Linked DNA regions of Mus musculus: regions 1 and 2 are each linked to region 3. The links are chromatin contacts, called in public promoter capture Hi-C maps. All regions are on one chromosome and are shown on one strand. The core of a region is the stretch at or near the end of the contact, and the rest is flanking DNA. Distances in the headings are between cores, read along the strand shown. Region 1 holds the start of Gstk1 (glutathione S-transferase kappa 1). Region 2 holds the start of Casp2 (caspase 2). Region 3 holds the start of Mrps33 (mitochondrial ribosomal protein S33).

Region 1 (3,608 bases), core at 521-3,020, 2.4 Mb before region 3:
GAAATAGCAAAGAGACCGGTATGACAGCAGGATCCTATTTCTGGAAATTGCCCCGGGCAAGGTCAGAATCTCATCTAGCTCCCCGTCCCCTCCCTCCAGGATTCAGAGTTTAGCCCTTACTCGAGACCATACACGCATCCATATCTCTCTGGACACCTTCTCCAGCATCTCTGGTTGCTCCATGCTTACAGTGGTGAGGAAGCGCATGGCATTTATACTTCCTGTGGGGGCAGAGGCATGTAGAGCTAAGATTCCTATTCCTTTTGTCCTGATGGAGGACCGTGTCATCCTTCCTTCAGACACGCCCCCAAGCTCATCCTTCCTTCAGACACGCCCCCAAGCTCATCCTTCCTTCAGACACGCCTCCAAGCTCATCCTTCCTTCAGACACGCCCCCAAGCTCATCCTTCTTTCAGACACTCCCCCAAGCTCCGTCACCTGCAGTCTTTAATTCCAGTTTCTCATAATGGATTTACTCTATGCAGTTCTTGCTTCTCCCATCCCTCTCTTTTGGCTAGCTGATGCTGGGTTCCCCACACAAGCATGTTTTATTTCTTGATATCCTATGAAAGCCTCAGCTGGACTGCTCTCCACTACATTCCCCAGTGTTTCTGACCCTCTTCACTTATTTATTTCTGTTTCCTCTGAAACTGGAGTTATAGGTGGTTGTGACCCACCATTGTGGGTGCTGGGAATTAAATTAGGTCCTCTGGAAGAGCAGCCGGTGCTCTTAACTGCCGAGTCTTCTCTTCATCCTCCTCCTCACCTTTCTTCACAGTCTCACCAAAGAAATCCTTGGGTATGTTGAGGGGAACCTGGAAGAACTGCTTCAGGAGAGGAATCTCTTTGAAGATGTACTGGCCTTTTCGGGGAACCATAGCAGGTGGTTGGTTTCCTGGCAGTGGAGAGTTAAGACAACTGGTGAGAGAGGACATGAGGGTCTACTGGAACCTCTCCAGTAGAAAGCAAACTACTAGTTTAGGCTGAGGTCTGCATACTCAGTGCAGGACAGGCCCCTCAGGCCACAGAAAGCAACCCTCCTTGCCCAGAGAGGTGGAGCTTCTTCATGCTTACCGCTGTCTTTCATGATCCCAGCGATTAAAGTGGGCCGCAACTGCAGCTTTATATTCCAGAGGTGTTGGTATCTGCATAGGACCTACAAGTGCAGAGATAAGAAGGGGAGCTTGTGTGGCATTTGAGGGCTGTCTTCTGCCTCTAAGTGCTGGACAGAGATGGGGACTTCACACTGAACTGGTTGGTTTAATAGGACAAAACTCTCAGTTCTTTGAAATAGATACCAGAATGCTTACTCCAGTGTACGGTTTTCATCCCGTAGAGCATCCTAGCGCCCCTGATCCCCCTCCCCGAACTTGACCTAGCTTCATTGGAGTTGCCTCTGTTCTTTCTAGGGTCTGTGGAAAGAGAATATTTGACCTTAGGATCAGGACCCTACTTGGCGGAGTCTCGGTCCGTTTAAAGGCACAAAGTGAACTTGAACCTGAACCCTGTGCTAACCCTGAGGGCATCCACTGGAATTTCTGCAGCCCGGTGATCAGTGCCCCACTGTGCACTCGCCTCGCAGACCACAACCCGGGCGGCTCCCCCGTGTCACCTCAAAGCCCAGCCAGGAGTACGGGGACAGCACGTCGTAGAAGAGTTCCAGGATGCGCGGCGCCGGCCCCATTCTACAGTGGTGAGAGAAAGTGAACTTGAAGCCTTGGGCTGCCGAAGAGCTTTAGGTAGCTGAAGAGCAAGCAGCCAATCGTAGTCCGCGAATTGCAGGCGGGTCTGCTAAGGGCCCTAGTGCGCAGTCTCCGGGAGAGGCCCCGCCCTATAGGGCTGGCCCAGGGGTGTACACGGGTAGACCAAGAGCGGATGAGGAAGGCGGAGTCTGAGATAAAGGGGAAGGTCAGATCCAGAGAAGGATCTCAAGTGTGTGCAGCCAGCTCTAGAACTTTGTCCCTCAAGCAAGAAGGCAATACACAAGGATCCAAATTTGCGTTGGATGACGTTTAAAGACCGGCAATATGGAAGTTCCGAATTGCATCTTTTATTGTATTCACTTTCTCAGAGATAAGAACAATGTTTAGAATGAATTTGACAGTTGACATAGTGGTCTTTTAAAAAATCTTCATTCTATACATTACAGCACACCCAGGGGATGCCTGAAACTGTAGATGAAACTCTACATATTATGTTTTTTTTCTACACACAGTAAATTATAACTTATAAATTAGGCACATTAGTGATGAATGCTAGAAGAACCATAACATGCCACACTAAAATTTGTGCCTTATTATAATAAAAATGTTACTTGAACATAAGTATTTCATCAGTACAGCACTTGATCTGATAACGGAGGTGGTCACAGAAATGGAGGTAGGTAATATATACAGTGTGGACACACTAAACAAAAGGATGACTTACATCCCAAGAGGGAAGGCACAGGACTTCATCTGCTACTAGTATTATTCATTTATTTAGGGTTTTTGGGGGAGTGGGGTGGGGTCTTGATATGTTGCTTTGTATATCCTGGAACCATATACTATTGTTATCATTTATTATTAAAAGTTTTGGTATTATAGATGATATGGGGGGAAAAACAAAAATATATTCCCTTTTCGTCTGTGGAGGGGGTTTAGTGGGTCAATGGTGCAACTGTGTTGACCTGATTTTTGATCTTCAGAGTACACATGATGCTGTGTTTAGTAGCATTAATCTGTAATCCCAGTGTTCCTACTATGAGATAGGAGGTAGAGACAAGAGAGTCCTTGGAAGCTCCCTGGCCACTTATCTTAGCATACATAATACTGCTGTATATTCAGAACCTTGATTAAACAAGGTGGACAACAAGGAAAGACCTCCTCATGTGGGGTGCCCACATTGTAATATTCAAACATACGCACATCACATACTGACAGGTTAAAAATGTACTTACTTTTATTTTCTTACACCATTATATTGCTGAGAGTAATAGCTAGTGTTAAAAGAAAGCTTTAGACAACTTAGAGTACCTTTAGCAAAGAACACTTCAGACATTAGGTAGCATCAGGAGAGGTTCAAAGAGTGCCACTCTGCAATGTGGGCGTTTAATATTTACAGACAGAAAAAGTGATTAAGGCTCAGAAATAACTGGTCATGGTGAGGAGTTGGTGGTACTAAGACGTGATCTTCTGATGGTTGACTACCTGTGGTTCGTTAAACTTAGATGCTTATAATTGGATGAAACCCAGCAGCTTGTTGGGAAACTCAGGTTCATAAGTTCTCTATTTCTTTAATAAATTACACTGTAGTTCTTTGAATGGAAACTTGAGGTACAGAGACAACCTTCAGTTACTGGAGTCACTGGCTGTGCACTTATCCAGTTGAACCCTAGACACTGATTAGAGCTGTTGAAACAGAATGTTAAACAAAACTACATAAGGTAGCCAAAGGACCCACAGAAGAACTAAACATAATAATAATAATTACTAGACATTGGAGGATGGAGGGAAAGATTGGTATTTATGCATGAAATTTTTATCTTCTTACATAAGGTAGAGACAATGCTTATATTTGAAACCCCAATAAGCAGAGCCATAAATTAATCCCAGAAAAGCTTTAAATAAG
Region 2 (3,943 bases), core at 323-2,822, 2.5 Mb before region 3:
TTAAGTCCTTTCAGGCCACAGTTAGATGGAAAAATAGGGTCCTGAGAAACTGCATTAGCAAGAGGTATTGACGCAGAGTAAATATTCAGAATGTACCTGCTATTTCAAAATTCACTAGAATTTTAACTGAGGTTTTAAAATTCATGCTCTACATGAATTTAAAACCTCAGTTAAGAATCACCTTACAAGACAACACAGTAATGGGGATAAATACAGGACCTTGGTTAAATTAAAATGAATACAGCAGCTGTTAGCTGGGTTTATCATTAGGTATATAATGAATGGTAGAGCAGAGTTCTTAGGTCATTAGGAAGATCCATTTCTTAAGCGGCTTCATTTCCTCGACTTCCACTCTACTGCTCTCTCCAGTTTCAGTTGGCTAGCCATGTTCCGGTTTCCTGTAGAGGGCACCTGACCTCTCCCCCAACACCTCATTCTCTTTGACAGGACTAGACCAGGAGACCAAACTCATTTTCAGTTTCTGATTCTCTTGCCTCAGGCATCAGGATGCCAGGATTACAGCCTTGTAGCCTTTAAATGCTGGCCCTGCACTAGGACACCCTTGCAAAAAAATAAAGGGGAGGGGGCTTTTCTCTAGACAATTGCATCCTCAGGTACAATTTACTGACTCCAGTTCTAAATCCTCTTATGTCCCAGGCTTGAATTTTTAACGAAGCAGTCGTCACCGTGTTTTATCTGAGGCTCCACCTACTCCGCACACCTGCCACTTCCTTTTATCTCAAACTACCAGGCTTAAAATATGAACTTTCCCGAAGTTTCCAGTCACCTGGAATTTTAGGGCACCCATGAAAAGTGGAATGGAGAAAAAGAACACCGAGAGGTTTCTAACGCTTTGATTCCGTGTCCTGTAAGAGTTCCCGTTTCTATATTAATGTTAGAGGTCTGGACAGGAAACAATAAAATTGTGTCGTCCTGTGCAATGTTTTCATCGAAACTGACGGAGGAGGCGGAGAAACGGGAACCATCTAATCCTCTCAAAGGATTCAAATCCCCCAAACCTGTGTGGAACTCTCTGACAAACATCTATTATATGAGAAAGCAGTGCAGGGCACGAGATAGTCAATCCAAGTCAAATGCGCCCAAGGCCGAGCTGCGAAGTCTCTGGTTTTTAAAGAGAAATGAGTTTAAGTCCTCAGCTAAGAACTGGAAGGAAAAGCCGGAGCATCTCTGGAAAAGGTGAGATGCCGCAGGCGAGAAGTAGCGCGGGACGGACAAGATCGCTCTCATAGACTCCTCTGCGCTGGACAAAGGGAGGCTGCTGCAGCCCCTGTACACGCGGCACCAGGCCAAGAAGCCGCGCCGCTCGCCTGGCCGCCTCCCCTCCTCTGCCCTCCTCACCTGCTCCTCCTGTCAGCCGCCATCAGCCCCTTCCTGTGCAGGGAGGACTGCGACCTCCCGCTCGGCGCCGCCATTTCCAGCTTTTCCCGGGCTGCACACGCACCACCCACAAAACAAACAAACGCTGGGCCGCGCCAGCCCCCGCATCCCTCCCCCAGCCTCCCACCGCGCCGCGCTTGCGCACGGCTCCGCCCGACGCCAGCAAGCCCCACCCACGCCGGGACATGCGCAAGCGCACACTGCTCGCTGAGGCTCGCACAGCCCAATGGGAAGAGAGGAGGCGCTAGAAGGAACGGGAAGGGGCGGGAAAAGAGCGAGGGTTCTCCTACTCGGGGACCTGATTGGCTATCGATTCCCGCGGAAACCGCAGCCCCCTCCCCTGGTTCCTCCGACCCCTCCTGAAGTAACTACAAGAGACCAAAGGGGCTGGGCTTCCCTTGTTATCCTTGTTCGCCTTGAACTTCCAGGGCCAGGATGCAGGGAAGACGGAAAGCACTAGGAGGCGCTCTTCTCCCAGGCTGGGGCAGCTCGTGGTCGCGCTTTTCCTACACAAGTGTCCTCTCATTCTCTTATCTACCAGTTGACAAGGCTATAAAGTAATGCGGATTGCCTGCTTGGTATTGAAAACAGGAGGCACTGGAATTGGAATTTGATTCGAGTTATTTTTATGTTTTTACTAGCATCCCGTTCTTGTGCAAACTATTCAGCTCCCCTCAACCTTAGAAGCTCTCATTATCTTGGTAGGTAATACCCCATCAGGAATCTCAGGGAGACTTGGTGTCTACAATAGAAGAAACACAGCAGTCACTCAGAGGTATCCCTCCAGCTTCTCTTGGTAACTTATCTCTTTCTCATCTTCCACCTTACTCTGGAAATACTGGTCATCAGATAGGTTCCAGAATGTTTCCAGAAGAATCTAGGTGTGCCATTTATCTGTGAACGACATGCCACAGCCCGACTCCCCGCTGCTTTGAAGGCCTCGATTGTGATGTCCGGGTAAAACCAGTTTCTGATCCAATAGACACTAGGAAATGCTGGGCAAATGAGTGCACAGGTTCTGAGGGCACCACTTAGGGAAGTATCCATTTATCTTCATAGAAAACACTGTCATCATCAGCATGAGCAAAACTGATTTCATAGGCAGGAGGTGGAGTACTAGGCTCCAGTTTGGGGGCCACTCTCATGCTTTGCAGATCAGGAGCAGTGGCCACAACTCGTGGACCCCTAAGTCGAAGAATTCTTCCAGGGTTTCCTCTGGCAGTCATTGTCCCCTCTGAGCCCACTCGCCTTTTCAGACTGCCTGTGCTGGGACTGTCTGGTTGGCTAGGCTGTGCCCCCTCAACTCCTGGGGATATTATGATACTGCTGTAAGGGGGTGGTTGCTCCAGCTCTTGGAGGTGGCTCTGTGGTTGTGAATCCATCACCTCTACAGCCTGTTCATAGGTTGGCACCTCAAAAGCTCCATTGTCTCTGTGGGAGAAGAAATATGGTCGTTAGTGGGTACCTGAAAGAAGACCCCCTTTTTCTGTTCCACCATTCTTGCAAAAGACCTCTCTATTGTCTGCTGACCATTGCTCTTAATGATACCAGTGACAGAGGAAAGCAGAGTCTATGCTTAAGAAAGGATGGGCACAGAGGGAACGAGGGCCTTGCGTGTCTTCCCGTCATCCTGCCCATCTCCCATCGACTCACTGCGCTTGGCCTGAGGCCTCTGGATTCTCAGTCTGCCTGGAGCTTGGCATCGATCGGGAGCATCGTTCCATAACACAGGCCAGGAGGCAAGCAACAAAGCAAAAGCCAGCCAAGCAGAGGAAGAAGTAAGCAACAGGGGCGACATCAGACTGTATGACCAGTAAAGCCAGCCCCAGGAGGAGGGAGGCACTGCTCAGGAAGAGAAATGGCTGCTTCAGTTTCCCCAACAACTGTCTTGGCACCATGGCCCCTCCCAGGGCACCTGCAGAAAGACACACAGTTGTGTGTTAGCTAGTGATCAGCACTGCAGTAGTGCCAGACCCCAAAGTAAAAGTATTATGCTCTTCTATTTGGATTCCCAGTGTTCAATTCAGTCTGAAACAAATGATCTTCAGGGCCTCTGGCAGCTCCATTATTGTCTCCTATTATTATAGGTTATTGCTTTGGAAAGCTGGGAAATTAGTTCAGTTCTGATTCTCAACTCGCAGATGAACAGATGAACGTAGTGTTTCATAGCGCTGCCTGCATTCTTTGCTCTCTCTCTCTCTTCCCTGAAGTCTCTGTTTTAGCTCCCAACTACACCATGCTGGATCCAGGGCCAGCCACCTTACCTGTGAAGAATAAAAAAATAATAATGACTGCCCTGAGAACATGGGCCCCAGCCCCTGGCCAGATGGCCTAATTCCCCTTATAAAGCCTGCTGGAAAATAGGGTCGTGGTCGGACTCCTCTACCCCTGCGTGGTGTATGGGTCTCGACCTCAGCATGCTGGTTTGTGTGCCATTAAAACCTCGTGTGTTTGCAGCAAGCTTGACTGTTGTGACTTTCTGGGCTCTCGATTCCTGAGACTGGAGTGAGGGTCTCCCTTCAGGGGTTCCTTCACCTGTGGCCTC
Region 3 (4,158 bases), core at 871-3,370:
CAAGTTGTCCTGGGTTATAGAAGAAAGCAAGCTGGACAAGTCATGGGAGCAAGCCAGTAAGCAGTGTTCCTCCATGGTCTCTGATTCAGTTCCTGTCTTGAGCCCTGCCTTGGTCTCTCCAAATGATAGAATGTAAGCTGTAAGCCAAATAAAGTTTGCTTCCCCAGGTAGTTTTTGGTCAGTGTTTCATCACAGCAACAGGGAGGCAAACTAGAATAGAGGTCTTCATGTTTATAAAACATTGGTTTAAAAACAACCCAAACCTCCAGAAACAGAAAACACAAGTGAAAGTTCTCCAAGGACTGTTGCCGCCTAGGACACTGGGGTAGGTGGCTGTAGTTATGCATAGGACTTTAACAGCCTTGGTGTAAATGTTAATAAGATTGCATACTATAATGTGAGTTGATAACATATTAAAACTTGGCAAACACAAATTCTATAGGAGCAAAGACAATGTCAATTGAATGCCCTCCTCTAGATATAGAACTTGCTGCTGACTTGCCTCAATTCTAAAATCTATTTTACTGTATTTATGTAAGACTTTGATTAATGCTCAGAAAATAAGCACTCGTTTCTCAATCGACCTACCAAGCACTCAATAGGCACTGTATAGTAATCCCTATAAAAGGTGGCTCTATTGAAAGCAGATTTTGCAAGGAGCGAAATACTGATAGTGTTTCTGTTGTCAGTGAAAGGCTTGCCGAGGAGACATGCCTTTTTTATGAGAGGCGGTCTCTCAGCTCTTGTTTTTTCAAGGAAGAAATTCAGAGGAGACACACAGTGTAAGCAGTTTATCTAACAAAGCAAGCGAAGATTTCAAGGAGTGAGCTGTTCCAAAGAGAAGGGCAAGAGCACAGTAGATTCCCCGTCGTATTTTTTTTTTAATTCTTACATTTATAAAGTGGGTGTCATAGTGATAGAGTAGGGCGAGCCTTTTTCTTTCCTAAGTCACGGTGGGTCAGATCACTTTTGAAGGATATTTCTTCTCAGGATCCTCTAGAAAAGCTTATCCTGGCCAAGCCCACAATGAAAATAATATCGTAATGAAGTCATGGTCTCTGCAGGATGCTGACCCTTCACTGGTGCACACGTAGGCAAATACCCCGGTACCTTAGTTGTTGATGCGGTATGAGCAACCTATCTTCATTCCCAAGGACAGTCAACGGTAAAGGGCACTCTGACCCGCAGCTGACACAGCTGCGCAGATAAAGCTGCAGTTTTCTTGGCCCACATATCTGATTTCTTTTGAGATTGCTCAAGATCTCATGATTGATCTCATACTGTCCGTTACGATATTTTCTTGCTCCACAATTAAGACATCTTGCTTTTAAAAAACAATTGAGAGTTTATCATAAAAGTTTGAGTCTGGGATTGACGGCCCAGGTGTGTACCTTTAATCCCAGCACTCAGGAGGCAGAGGCAGATGGGTCTCTGAGTTTGAGGCCAGCCTGGTCTACACGGTGAGTTCCAAGACAGCCAATGCTACATAGAGAAACCCTGTCTCAACAAACAAAACAAAACAAAAAAAGAAAAGAAAAGAAAAAGGCTGGGGACAGAGTTTTACACTAGCTTATCCAAATGTACAAAGAGAAGCAGAACTTAGGCTATCTTCCAAAACACAATTTCTCTGTGTTACTGCTCCTGTCTATCTCCTATCCAAGAGTTCTATCCCTGTACCCCGAAAAGAGAACCACAGCTCAACTCCTTGATTGATAGGAACCCAACACGGTCAGAAAGACTCTGAGCTAGCATCAAGTATCTTTGGAACGCAAAGAGCATAAGCTCTAATGAAAAGAAAAATGAAACGTGAAGACAAAGGAAAAATACTGCATTTCATTCTATTATCACAGAGCAAGGAGCTTCAGCGAGGAGGGACTCAGCTCTGGCTATTCTCGACAAAATGATGCGTGTGGTCCCTCTAGAACCTTCCTGGATAGCCAAGGCTCCCCCACTCTCAGAACCACACCCACACAACCCGGCTTTCCTCGCGGGCGGAGGCCCTGGGCTCAGAGCGAGCGCGGCCGCTAGGTGTCGCCCGAGGTCCCGCCCCCAGGGAGTGAGAGTAGTTCCGGGTTGTCCGCCGACTCCGCTCTAGCCATCAAGCTTCCGCCTCTCTCCTGCTCTCTGGAGCTGGGAAGCAAGTAAAGGGGGGCGGGCCTTCCGGGGACGCGCGTGCGCGAGGTCAGGAGCAGGTAAGGCAAGCGGAGCGCTGGGGTCACAGCAGAGGGCGGCGGCGGTGCGGGCGGACCCGGGTCCCTAACCTGGTGGAATTGCCAGATCCAGTCGAGTCAGTTAGGGGCCTTCCTGGAGCTTCCACGTGTACCCCACAAACACCCGAGGCTTTCCCCTTATCCTGTGGGGAACTGAACAAACCAAAAACGCACTTCCTTTCTCCTAGTGAGCCCGCCCTCGCACTCAGTTTTGTGTGGGATGCGCCGGCGATATTTGTTGATTGTTATTTAAAATGCAGTTTAGATGATGCTTGGGAAAATGAATGACTCTACTACAGCTTCCAGCGCCGGAGGAGTGCGCGAATCAGACAGCGGAGAGTATGAGTTGTGCATGCTGAACAAAAAAAAAAAAATAAAGTTATCTGTTCGGAGGGGTTCATGCCCTGTGACCCAGTAAAATAATTGGTACCAGTTTTTAAATGCTCTGAGCACGTTGCTTCTCAGTAACAACTCGTATGCATTCCTTGGGTCGTGATTAGGCAGGCACTATGCCTTCAGCTTTCCTTGTCAGTCGAAACTCAAATAATAAGGTAAATTGTACTCCTGATGTTGATAATTGACCTACACTTATACCCACACAAGTGTACCTGCAAGCATTTTAAATAAATAGATCCATGAGAAAGATAAACTTATCTTTTTATGCCAAAAGGGGAAAAAAGAGTTCTGAATTTTCAGATGTGGGCTTTATGTGTTTTGCTTGACATATTTAAGTAATTTGGTTTTGCTTCTCATTTTCAACGGTTATTTTCACCTGTATTTTTCTTTCATTCACATTTAAAGAAACATGATATTTCAAAGGAACTAATTTGTGAGGCTGAAGAGATGGCTCAGTAGTTAATAGAGCATATTGCTCTTGCAGGATCCAGGTTGAGTTTCTAGTCAGATAACTCACAACCACGTATAACACCATTATAGGGCAGAGGTTCTCAACCTGTGAGTCACATATCAGATATCCTGCATATCAGATATTTACATTACAATTCATAAATTCATAACAATAGCAGAACTGCAGTTATGAAGTAGAAATGAAATAATTTTATGGTAGAGGGGTCAGCACGACATAAGGAACTGTATTAAAGGAACGCCGCATTAGGAAGATTGAGAACTACTGGTCTAGGGGAACCCTCTCCATCTTGCCTCCCTGGGAACATAGTCACACAGACCCACCCACAAATAACTTTTGTTTGTTTGTTTTTAATTTTTACCCTATTGTGTAACTCCTAGGATAATTTTATGTGAATTGAAATCTAATTGGCATGTAAATCATTTGACTTAATGTTATATAATTTAAAAGGTTATATTCTTTCATAAAATTGAAATCCTTTAGGAAAGCATACTGAAATCTCAAAACGTCCTAAATTTTTAAATAGCCCTTTACATGTATGTGTGTGTGCTCAGGCATGCAGAGGTCACCTTAGGGGAGTCCCAGAGATCACAGTCAGATGGCAGGCCTGGTGACAAGCACCTAAACTGCTAAGCCATCTTTCCAGCCTCTTCTTTTTTTTTTTTTTTTAAGTTAAAGAAGGGAGAAGGGAGGTAGCAATGCATCCGCCCTAGGACCAGTTACAGAAAGCAGGCATTTTAGCCTGTGTTTTTGTGGTGAGACAGGGTCTCACCATGTAGCCCTGGCTTGCCTAAAATTTCACTTAGAACAAGACTGGTCTTGAACGCACAGAGAACCACTAGCCTGTGCTTTGAAGTGCCAGGTTTGAAGGCCACAACTGACCTCTGTTGGTTTATTTATGTGTTGTTTATACTTAAAGTTTAACAGACCAGTGAGATGGCTCAATGGACAAAGACACTGCAGTCAACCCTAATGACTAGGGACGATTAAATGTCCTCATACCTCCACCTGTGTATTGTAGCACATGTGTGTCCATATATACATACATACATACCAGCACAAAATAAACGAATGCAATTTTTG

Evidence for each region. Promoter capture Hi-C pulls out the DNA fragments that hold promoters and counts their contacts.
Region 1: a promoter capture Hi-C map of pre-B cells shows a contact between it and region 3, with 6 times the contacts expected there. The contact joins the promoter of Gstk1 here to the promoter of Mrps33 in region 3. A contact is called at or near these places in 2 of 39 promoter capture datasets (liver and pre-B cells).
Region 2: a contact with region 3 is called in a promoter capture Hi-C map of pre-B cells. The contact joins the promoter of Casp2 here to the promoter of Mrps33 in region 3.

What each region holds. Positions count from the first base shown.
Region 1 is chr6:42,244,097-42,247,704 of GRCm38.p6, reverse strand. Gstk1 (glutathione S-transferase kappa 1) reads right to left here and starts at 1,770. Exons shown (of 8, transcript NM_029555.2): 1 at 1,612-1,770; 2 at 1,074-1,155; 3 at 766-894; 4 at 121-221. The coding sequence starts at 1,683.
Region 2 is chr6:42,262,614-42,266,556 of GRCm38.p6, reverse strand. It overlaps Casp2 (caspase 2), which reads right to left and starts at 1,572. Exons shown (of 11, transcript NM_007610.2): 1 at 1,360-1,572. The coding sequence starts at 1,433. It overlaps Tmem139 (transmembrane protein 139), which reads right to left. Exons shown (of 3, transcript NM_175408.4): 2 at 3,052-3,313; 3 at 2,002-2,829. The coding sequence starts at 3,296. The coding sequence ends at 2,430.
Region 3 is chr6:39,808,898-39,813,055 of GRCm38.p6, reverse strand. It overlaps Mrps33 (mitochondrial ribosomal protein S33), which reads left to right and starts at 2,120. Exons shown (of 3, transcript NM_010270.2): 1 at 2,120-2,192.